Linked DNA regions of Drosophila melanogaster: region 2 is linked to region 1. Evidence: chromatin contacts called from public Hi-C data. All regions are on one chromosome and are shown on one strand. The core of a region is the stretch at or near the end of the contact, and the rest is flanking DNA. Distances in the headings are between cores, read along the strand shown. Region 1 holds the start of CG10147. Region 2 holds the start of MCU (Mitochondrial calcium uniporter).

Region 1 (5,369 bases), core at 2,529-5,028:
ATGATCGTAAAAGCGAACTGGAAGCCAGTCAAATGGAGTTACTACTGGAATTATATTGCAAAATGGAGTCGTCGTCTACCGTCGAAGAATTCCTTCGATCCAATTCGGGTTATCGCTTGGAGAATGCCATTGCCATAGCTGAAAGCCATCACCTTAACCGATCTGTGATTTATCTGTATGAAAAGCAAGAGAGCTATGCGAAAGCCTTTGAGTTGTCCATGGAACTGCTTAAGTCCGCTGCTGGCGAGGAAGCAGCCAAGGAGGCACAGACTATATCGGCTCTTTTGGCTCGGTCTGTGGAAACGTTACCAGCCCAGGAACTGGAACGCTGTTGGTTCGCTCTCTTGCAATATATTCTGCCGCATCAGGAGCTTCAGTCCATTACCAAATCTCTGCTGCACGAGGCCTCACAGCATATCGATCTGCATAATTTGGTTCAATTGATTATGAATACCCACAATGTGTCAACTAGTTTCGGTGATATAAAGGATCTTCTAATGGGTATGCTGGACAGTTCGAGGCACAAAACGGAGGCTTTGCGAGCATCTGCTGGAGCCCTGTGTCAAGATCTTCACCTGAAGTTCGTCAAGCGCTATCAGCATGCGCATCGTGGACTTTGGGTGACCACCACAAAGTGCTCCATGTGTCGCCAAAGGCTGTACGATCACAGCCAGGTGCTAATATTTGGCGGATGTGGGCATGGCATACACGAGCAGTGCATGGAGGAGTCGGAGACTCAGTTTGAAGAATGTCCACGGTGCTTTACGGCCATTCCAGATCAAAGTATTGGTTTGCCGCGGCCAAATAAAAATCTAATCAGCATTTCCTCGTCCTTGGAAATGGGTGCCTTGCAACTGAAGGCACCGCCCAGGCGATTTATATAGTTTCATCGTCCTTTTTGTATATTCCATTTATTCCTCTATGTATTTATTGTACAACTATGTGTATTGTATGTGTAAGTAAAAAAATTGCATGAAAAATCCGTATTTTTATGGTTCTTGTTTGAGTCATTCCTTTACTTTCGTATAAAATGATCATCATTTCAATTGGATATATTTACAATTCAATACAAAAGTATGTTTATACTTCAGTATGTTTATACTTTCTAAAGCACACTTTAAATTATATTAATCACAAATTGCCATTTTTCCTTTAGCTTACAGGCTGTCTGGTAGGATTATCAGCAGGAAAAGTGTTATTATAATGCTGTATGAATTCCGTGCATTGTTCAGCTGTTAAATAAGAAATTCAAAGGTTTAAAAAGTGATGCCGCAATTCAAGATTACAAATTAGCTTACCCTTGGGAAAAGATAGGGTTTCATAAAGTTTCAGGTTTCTCATTTGGAAAAAGCGGTATACGCTGTGGAATATTAGATCATCCTTTGTCTTATGAGCCGCCTCCAGAAACTTGCGAGCTGGCACTTTTTCCAGACCCATTGAATTCTTAGCCAGCCTTAAGGCATCAATAACTTTGCCTTGACCCAGCATTACTTCAATGATGATCTAAAAAATATTGTTAGTTCATACATCTTAGTAAAAATATCTAATTATAGTTATATCCACCTCATGTGCTTCAATCCTGCCCAGCATATCGATGGCCACCTGGGATATCGCCGTATCCACATTTGAATGCGACAACAAAAAGCAAGCCACCGACTTGGATTCCAGCAGCATTGAATAGCTGACCAAGCGTCGCAAGGTGTCGAAGCTGCGATTGGAGATCAGCTCGCTGATGATCATCTTGCTCAGCTCCTCCTGGGCGGCAATGTTGAACTTGTTCAGGGATTGCAGGTAGAGCATCAATATGGATTCCGTGTACGGGCGACGAGCTATGCGCTGAAAGATTTGCACCATATCCAGTTGCTCAATGAGCACAATGGGCGGTGTGCTCTGTTTCAGGGTAGTAGTTTTTACGTTCGACGGTTGAGCGGTTTGATTTTGCAGCTCCAACTGGACCCAAGACCTAAAGTATACCATGCATAATGTAATAAATATATATTGATGAAAATAACGTCTTTAACTTACGCATAGATCTTGTTAATCCGACTGAAGATGGTCTCTAGGACTGGCAATAGAGTTCCCTTATACTGATCATCTACCAATTGTCCAATGACTTTTAATAGCATCTGCTTGCCATTGCTGCGTTGCAGCAGGAATTCTGTAAGTCGAATGCGATCCGAAATCAGTTGGCACAATGGTTCAATGCAGAGGTTCAAAAACCACATGCAACCCAACTTGGCATCGATTACAATATTTGGCTGGAACAGTACCCAGTGCGTGGAATCTGCATGGGTATAAGTGTCAAATAAAGTAACTTTTTGGATATTTAAAGAACTTACACAACTCGCACTGCAAGATTTGTCCATCAGGCGAAAGTGAGGGCAGTTTCAGGCCAAACGGTTTGATGGAGCGCCCTGGAGTTATGGGTGTATGATAGGTTATTTCATTGATCACCTCTCCGGGCAGGGAGATGTCGAATAGCAGCGAAGTGCCCGAAGCTTGATGGTGCACCACAATCAGATTATCCACCGTGTTGATGGCGAAGCGACCAAGCAGACTTAAGCGGAGCACATGGCACTTGCGTGGAGCCAAGCCCGGTCCATTGAGCAAGTGCACCTCGACTTCCATCAGTCCGGTGGTGCTATTTGACTGGAGGATAAGCACAGCCAGCACGCCGTAAACTTGGCCTAAGGTGACCTTGCTCTCCTGGACATCGCGACTTGGATTGCCCACTGAAAGGAAAGATTAAAACGCTTTTAAAGGATTTTAACCCAAAAGGATTACTTACAGTCCACTTTGGGCAGCTTGGTGATTACTTTCTGCTTGACCAGCACCGGAATCAGGGAGTTTCCTTCGCTGGTGCACAGTAGAGCCACATTGGCATCGCAGCACCAGGCGAACCACTTGATGCCAATGCTCAGGGATTTCACAGAGCGCACCTGTCGCTTCTCAGGAACTACGGTGTAGACCTCCACGCCGGTATTCGAAATCAGGGCCACCTCTCGATTGTGGACCCAAACAAAGCCATGGATCAGAGTCTTCACCTGGTGGGTAATGATGTCCTGCAGCAGAGGCTGATCTCCCTGAAAACATATGAACTCCACGGAATTCTCCTTTCGCTGAACGGCCAAGATTTGGTTGTCCGGCGAGAACTTAATGGACCTTATGGCACCGCCACGGTCGCTCATGCAAAAGGAGATGACGACATCGTCGGGAGATCCAGGACCTTTGACCACCACACCAGTAGCTCCTCCAGACCGAACAGCAAATATCTTTACAGATATAGATTTTTAGCCATCATCAACATGGATTTTTAACATGTTTTAACTATACCTGCTTGTTGGAGTCATCGAAAAACACATTGGTTAGTTGGCTGACAGCATCAAATCGTATGGGATTTGGGGTTAGCTCAATGTAGTGGATTCCATTGGAATTATCCATTGTTGTGCTGGAAAAAAATAAATAACAAACTGCAACAGCACAACTTTTTATACACCCCCCATTAGAGATGTGACTTTAGCACAGGGTGCTAGAGATGTGCCACGAGTAACAAGCTGTTTTAAGTCACGATTAATTTCATTTATTGTACGTGCAAGGATTAAAAATATAAATGTATTTAACATTATTTGTGGTATGCTTACAGTAGATATTTTTAAACATTTATACTATATTTATTTAACCCCTTCCAACTCACGCTATTATTTGCCATCACTATTGCTATCAGCGGTATTTTTGCCAGCCCTATCAGCTGTTTAGTATACAAACAACAGCGATAAGAAAAAACGGCAGACAGGACACAGAAAAATATTTTTTCTTGTGAATTTAAAAAAAGGTCTCAATAACTTTGATTCAACCACTTAATGGGACACCTGGACAAATGCCGCGTATGCTCCAGCGATGTGGCTAGAGACGACGAGGCCTACAATTTGCTGCACCATCCATATCTCGCCGTCAAATTTTCGGAGTGCACAAATTTGGTGGTGGATCCTGATGACCAGGATATTTTGCCCAGCGAAATTTGCTCGGAGTGCTACGAGCTTCTGGAGAAGTTCCACTCCTTCCGAGCACTTTGCATTATAGCCGACAATAAGTGGCGTTCTAAAAGTCTGGTAACTTGGAAGAAAATAGATCGCAGGAAACCTGTTTACGAGGTCGATGAAGATGAGGAAGAGGAGCTGGAGCTGGAAGAACTTCTATTGGAGCCGCCGGAGATGATTATATGTGATACCAATTTGAGTGCACAAAATACCCCAATAGTCGCTGAACAGGCACCGCCAACCTTGGTATTCCATACCTTCACCGAAAATGTCCAGCAACCCCCGGAAACGGAAAAGAAAGCTTTGGAAGTGAGTTTGGGTTTAAGGTTTAAACAGGAGTGTAAGTTAAGTTGTATTCAATGATTTCAGGAGCCGCCATTGACCACATACAAGTGCGACTTGTGCGCCGACGAGTTTCGAGAGGAGAAACGCTTGATTCTGCACAAGAAGGAACACCAGGGACACATGCTGTATCATTGCACTGAGCCCGGATGCGAGGAAGCTTTCAACCGATTCGAGAACCTCAGGCAGCACGAGCTAGAGCACTCGGAAGTGGGCATGCGGTTTGTCTGCGAGGAGGAGGGCTGCAACAGGATGTACCGGCACAAGGCCTCGCTGAAATACCACCAAAGCAAGGCTCACGACATTGGCAAGCCTTTGAAGACCCATATGTGCGAGTTCTGTGGTCGGGTGTTCAAGACTGGCTCTGCCCTAAGCCAGCATCGGTTCACACACGGTGACCAGCTGGTATTGCCATATGCCTGCGAACTGCCGGAATGTTCTATGCGATTCTATAGCACGGAGAAACTCAAGATCCACATGATGCGTCACCAGGGCATAAAGAACTTTAGTTGCCCCTACTGTGGTCTCAAGAAGACGACCAAAAACGAACTGCGACTGCATATCAACTATCATACTCTGGAAAGGACCTGGTCCTGCAAGGATTGCCCCAAAGTTTGCAACAGCTCAACGAGTCTTAAGAAACATATCCGCGCAATCCACGAGAAGGCACGAGATTATGCCTGCAGCTATTGCGAAAAGAAATTTGCCACCACCGACACGCGAAAATATCACGAAATGACCCACACTGGCGAAAAGAACTTTGAGTGTCACGTTTGCGGCAAGAAATTTATACAACCCTCTGCCTTGCGCACCCATCGCAAGGTCCACGAATCGGGGGATAATCAGCAGACCGCTTGTGCTCTGCTGCAACTGACTAGCATGGGTTAAAGAAGTTAACATATTTCTATTTTAGGTTCAGTGGAAAGTACAACATTCATATCGTATTTTACTTGACTCACAACTTAATTAATATTTACATACCTCCTTTAT
Region 2 (5,139 bases), core at 2,224-4,723, 62 kb before region 1:
TGTATTTTTTGACTTATGAAACTATCCCATTAATGTTTCATCCAAAACTTTCTTTTCATGAAAAACTTTATGCCGAAACAATTTGTGGAAAAACTTTCGAGTGAGAAATATAATTGTATAATTGGTTAGCATTATATTTTCGCCATATTTCAGAAACAATAAAGGGGTTTACTAGAATTTCAGCTGTCAGTGTTCCACATATACAGGAACACAACCACATATATTTTTGTGTATGTGTGCCACGCCCCAGGAAACAGGACGATAGCAAAACAAATGGCAACACACAATGCAAAAAAGCCGAAATTCGAGGGCAAGCCAAAAATCCCATTCTAGTGAAATTGTCGGAAAGAGACAGTTGTAGGAGGGGAAGAAAGGGATGGAAAGATGTAAGAGCACACGTTCTGTGTCTGTGAGTCCGTGTGCCGCCTGCCTGTGTGTGCGTGTGTATTGTGGGGCAGACCAAATGGCGCCAATAAAAGTTTTTGTGCCCTACGAAAACATAGAAAAAACTGCAAGAGAGTTCCCCCAAAAATTCTACAAATCCTCTGGATTTTATTTATTTTTTCACGTACATCCAGAGATTTCAAGTAAACTAAGTGGAGCGTGATGTGGAGACACTATGACAGGTTAAGATGCCAAAACCGGAAATCCGGGTCAAGAAGTTTGGCAAACTTTTGAGCTTGACAATCAATGATGTCGTTTTTTGTCATCGCTTCTATTTGCTTTAATCAGCTGGGAGAAGCTCGAAAAACAGAATGCAAATTGAGATAGACACTTGTGGGCACAAAAAGTCGAGCAAATAACTTGCTAAAATAAAATAATCTAGGTACAAAGTATCTCGCCCCCTTTTCGCCCAATGTCATCAACACTCGCTTTTGTTTGTCCCGCTCTCTTCACAAACAAAAAAGCTCAAAGCCGCCCGTTTGCGTTGAGCAAATAACGGCGTATTTAATCATTTCGTATGCAAATCGAGTTTGTCATAAAAGAAATACTATACTAGCACACAATACAAGCCGGTTGAATGAGCCTTTTTGGTACAGTGAAGCTCCAATCAGGAAAATATATTTGGTGAAGAACTTTTTAAAATCTAAGGATCTTAAATTTCATTCAATTCACACCTATAATATTTAAAATTTTGATTTAGATTTACGATTAAATTCGACATTTTTGAGGCTTATCAAATATTCATCATTGTCGAGTTTCACTGTGCGCGGATTGTACTCATATTTCAGATGCTTTCGCTGACTCACCTACTTTAGCTTGAAATGTAAACTGATAAGCATTAGCGTTTATAATTGTTAGACAACAAAAATCAGTGGCAGCATTAAAAAAATGACTCACTCACAATAATTAAATCAATGACCTACAGTTTTGCAGGAATTGGGATGCCATAGCCGGTGCTAATTGTTCCAAACTTCTCTCTCTGAAAAAAAAATTATCCCAATCGCTCATCTATCAGCGCCCCTCCCTCTTCGACAACCCGCCTCCAACTACATGTCATGTGATGATAAACATTTCTGACAGCTGTTTTGTTGTTATTGCCTTGGCCTTTTCGCGCAGGTGCAAAAACAACAACAAGTCAAAATGAAGAGAGAAAAATGCCGGGGAGAGAGAGCAAAACTTCAAATGAAGTTAGCAAAAGAAAAGGGGGAAAGTGAACGAAAGAGAAACAGAGTGAGAACCATATGTACATATGACATGTGGATATGGTGTATGGTATGTATGTAAGGTTATTTTGTATTTTCGGACTGGTTCTTTGCATAAATTTTAAAAATTCGAAACACAAAATATGCCCAGCACAGCAGAGGACAAGACATTTCTATATAAGTTTGACTGTGCAGAGCTACATTTGTGTGCAGACAGTGGCGCCCAAGAGAATAGCATTTCTCAAATTTTTAGAATACCATTCGTCTATACCAACTTCATCTAAAATATGTATTTTTTTTATAAAATCAAAGTTTCTAAAATAAATCTATATTATAAATAAGACTTCCAATTTGTCATATGCTGATATTTGTAAAGTGATAAAAGCTTTAAAAACTGACCTAGATAACTTCTCAATACGTCGTTGAATGGCTCATTTCTTAATACTACAATACTACCCCTTGTTGTTAGCATGCGCTTATTCACATTCGAAAAGCAAGTGCGTGTATTTTTATAGATCCGATACCGTGGCAAACAGCTGCTCCCCCGGAGCGCGACTTCCCCAGATAGTTTTCCTGAACTGTGTATGTGCGTAGGTACTTTGTATGTAGCACTCACCAGGGCGAAGGTGGTGCCGGGGGCCAAACGCAGGGCGAGACTTCTATGGGTGGTGGTGGTCGCTGGTCGCAGGAAGAGCCGAAAGGCGCTGACCATGGCAGCCCTATTTCTGGACATGATGCGGCTCGCTTAACAGGAACTGGTTGTACGGCTGGATTGAACACTACACCACAGCACTGAATACTCCTTTTTATTTTTATTGTAAATCACGATAACACCGGTTATGGGGGGGTAAATAATGAGTAATGTGTTGCAATTCCGCGCCCAACTTATTGTTTGGATTAGAAAATAAATAAGAAATACAAGTACACTAAGAGGCTTGGCACTACCTTTCAGCCAAAATCTAATTTTAAACGCCTATGTGCGAAACGGGTATTATTTATTCGAACCGGAAACTTTAGCGAAGCCTCTTTCATCGTCGTGGATTTCAAAGGCACCGTTAGAATCTTCCGATAGGCTCGAATAGATAGCTCCCACGATAAATAAACAAAAGCGGCCAATGCGAATTTCACTTTCACCTAACATTTTGACATGATTACGTTTAATTTTGACTACTTTAACAAAGTGTATAAGTTGTGACAGGGAAAATGCAACAAGCCGCAACCAACAACAAAAACAACCAAGAACGGGCGCGAAAAAGGAGAACGGGAGAATTTTCTGTGAGAAGGGGCGAAGAGAATTACCGGTTTTACCAAGCGAATCTTCTTTAACTTTTCATGCGCGGCACATAGGGCTAAAACCCAGCGATTAGCACTCGGAATAAAATTATATATACATATGTGGAAAGATATATATTCTGGGAATTTAATTATTGGGAACGCGCCGTTTTAATGGACCATTCGCTGCACGGCACTCTCTCTTTCGCTCTCTTTGCACTCTCTTCGCCCACGACTTTTTATTTAAAGCCGGCTGTGAGAACACGCGATATTATTATTAATAATTAACTCTTTTTGCAACTGTCGTTTGTGGCCGAATACCTGTTAGCACGTGCTACTTTTATCGTTCTATGGCTTATCTAGCTGATATTTAAATTTATAGCTTGCGGTTTCGATTTGAAACCGACGCGCCAACCATATATACCGTTGTTTTCTTATATAAATAAATTTTAGTTACTCGGAAATATACACCGAAATTGCGCGTATTTGAATGTTAATATTCAAAGTTGTCAATAAAATAAGAAAACATCAACTCCCACAACCGACACGAACGAACTACAGAAATGAACTAACCGAAGCTGCAAACGAAAAGCTATGCCTAATCGATACTATCGGTGCGCACCCAGCACCAATCGATTACCATGCTGTTATGTCACTGTTTTCACTGAATAACGTGGCGCCAAAAAAAATATTTAAAAAATTAAATATGCTTGTACAGAAATAAATTGTTTTTTAAATTTGTTGTCTATTTATTTATATTTTGTAATATGGCAAAGCGGCACAGTAAAATAAATGTAATTGTGCTTGTCCATCGGATGAATTTTTACTACTCTTACATATAATTATAATAGTCAATGAGAAGCAAAGCTTTTTGAAAATAACGAATTTTGGGGTCATATGCTGAAGTTGCCATTTCGATTTCTACACACGTTTATTCGATAAAAATACACAATTTTTTATCCGTATCTAGCGAATACTCTTTCCTTTTGGTTCCTGAACTCGATAAATGTGGATGGTGCCCTCGTTAAAGGTGCATGTCTTAGCTTGTCGTGTTTACTTGGTTTTAGAACATTGTTTAGGTTCGTGTCTCGACTGTTTAGTCGGCTTGTGATTGAAATAGTTTTTTTAGTACAAAAGTAAACCTACTTTTCAAATTTCCCGCATAAACGCGCCAATGAATAATTCGCATCCATTTTACACTTGCAATAATTTCGCTTTTATTATTGTCGCATTACCAATCTAAACTTGAACTAGTCCTCATACATTTACGCATATATCCAACTATACAATAGAGCTTTGCTTAGTGCTGCGTTAAAAATACAACTAGAGTTTTACACTTTTACATCGAGGCCTGTGACAAGCGCATTTTAAGTCTACTTAGGCTAAAAACATCTATAATACACTTAGGGGATAGAGGCAGCCTTATGCTTAACGTACTAGTCCGATATATATATATATCTGGGTTTTACTGTAGCATTCGTTAACTGCTGGAACAAAGTCACAGTCGTGGCATGGATTTGAAATGCTTAAGGTACACAGAAGTTTCTGTGGCTGCCGTGTGTATAGTAGTACATAGTTATGTATTTTGGAGTTGTCAAAAGTTATTTGATCGAGTCTTTACGATGAGGAGAGCTGAATCGGTGTCTGAGGTAATAGTAATAACGAAAGTGCTGGATTATGCGTAAACTCAATTAGGCGCTTAATTCGCCATTGCCAACTAATAAACATTAAACAACTAACAAAGCGCATTTATGCATTTATTCATGATGCCTCATGATATTATTTATGATAATTTATAATGCGCAAGCATACACACACACTCATGCCTATTTACACAATGTCCGCAGATAAATTCACACAGATACGCACTCATACACTGTACAACTTTAGCTGACAACTGCAGTGACATTAATTAGCTGCAATAGCAACGAACAAAAAAGATTTATGCATGTTAAAAGCGACTAATTATGTTATTTTTTTCATCTTAATTTATCTTTTTTCTACGGTAGCTGCTGTTTTTAAGCTGTTTATAAGCTGGCCCTTTTCGTTTTTTTTTTTTTACTTTTGACAAGAGTCTGCAAAAGCTACACTGAGAATAGAAAATTGATTCCTCAATACGAAAAACAAAAAATCTTTGATTGGAAATAGAAAACAGAGTTGCCTTAAATAAGAAAACTACCAACTTACAATTTCTTTGACTTTTTAACTTAGAATTGCATTA

The links. A called contact is a pair of places that touch in the nucleus more often than the background predicts.
Region 2: a Hi-C map of the Kc167 cell line shows a contact between it and region 1, with 4 times the contacts expected there. A contact is called at or near these places in 8 of 107 Hi-C or Micro-C datasets (the Kc167 cell line, the S2 cell line, embryonic neurons and 3 more) and 2 of 7 datasets of targeted methods (both in the Kc167 cell line).

Annotation. Positions count from the first base shown.
Region 1 is chr3L:6,486,833-6,492,201 of dm6, reverse strand. It overlaps CG10147, which reads left to right and starts at 3,778. Exons shown (of 2, transcript NM_001274548.1): 1 at 3,778-4,346; 2 at 4,407-5,369. The coding sequence starts at 3,861. The coding sequence ends at 5,267. It overlaps Bulli (bulli), which reads right to left and starts at 3,521. Exons shown (of 7, transcript NM_139790.3): 1 at 3,334-3,521; 2 at 2,789-3,272; 3 at 2,340-2,732; 4 at 2,026-2,284; 5 at 1,564-1,963; 6 at 1,299-1,503; 7 at 992-1,232. The coding sequence starts at 3,441. The coding sequence ends at 1,153. It overlaps Vps8 (Vacuolar protein sorting 8), which reads left to right. Exons shown (of 4, transcript NM_139791.3): 4 at 1-972. The coding sequence ends at 884.
Region 2 is chr3L:6,549,073-6,554,211 of dm6, reverse strand. It overlaps MCU (Mitochondrial calcium uniporter), which reads right to left and starts at 3,473. Exons shown (of 8, transcript NM_144449.4): 1 at 3,376-3,473; 2 at 2,263-2,448. The coding sequence starts at 2,379. It overlaps sfl (sulfateless), which reads right to left. Exons shown (of 7, transcript NM_079222.5): 7 at 4,108-5,139.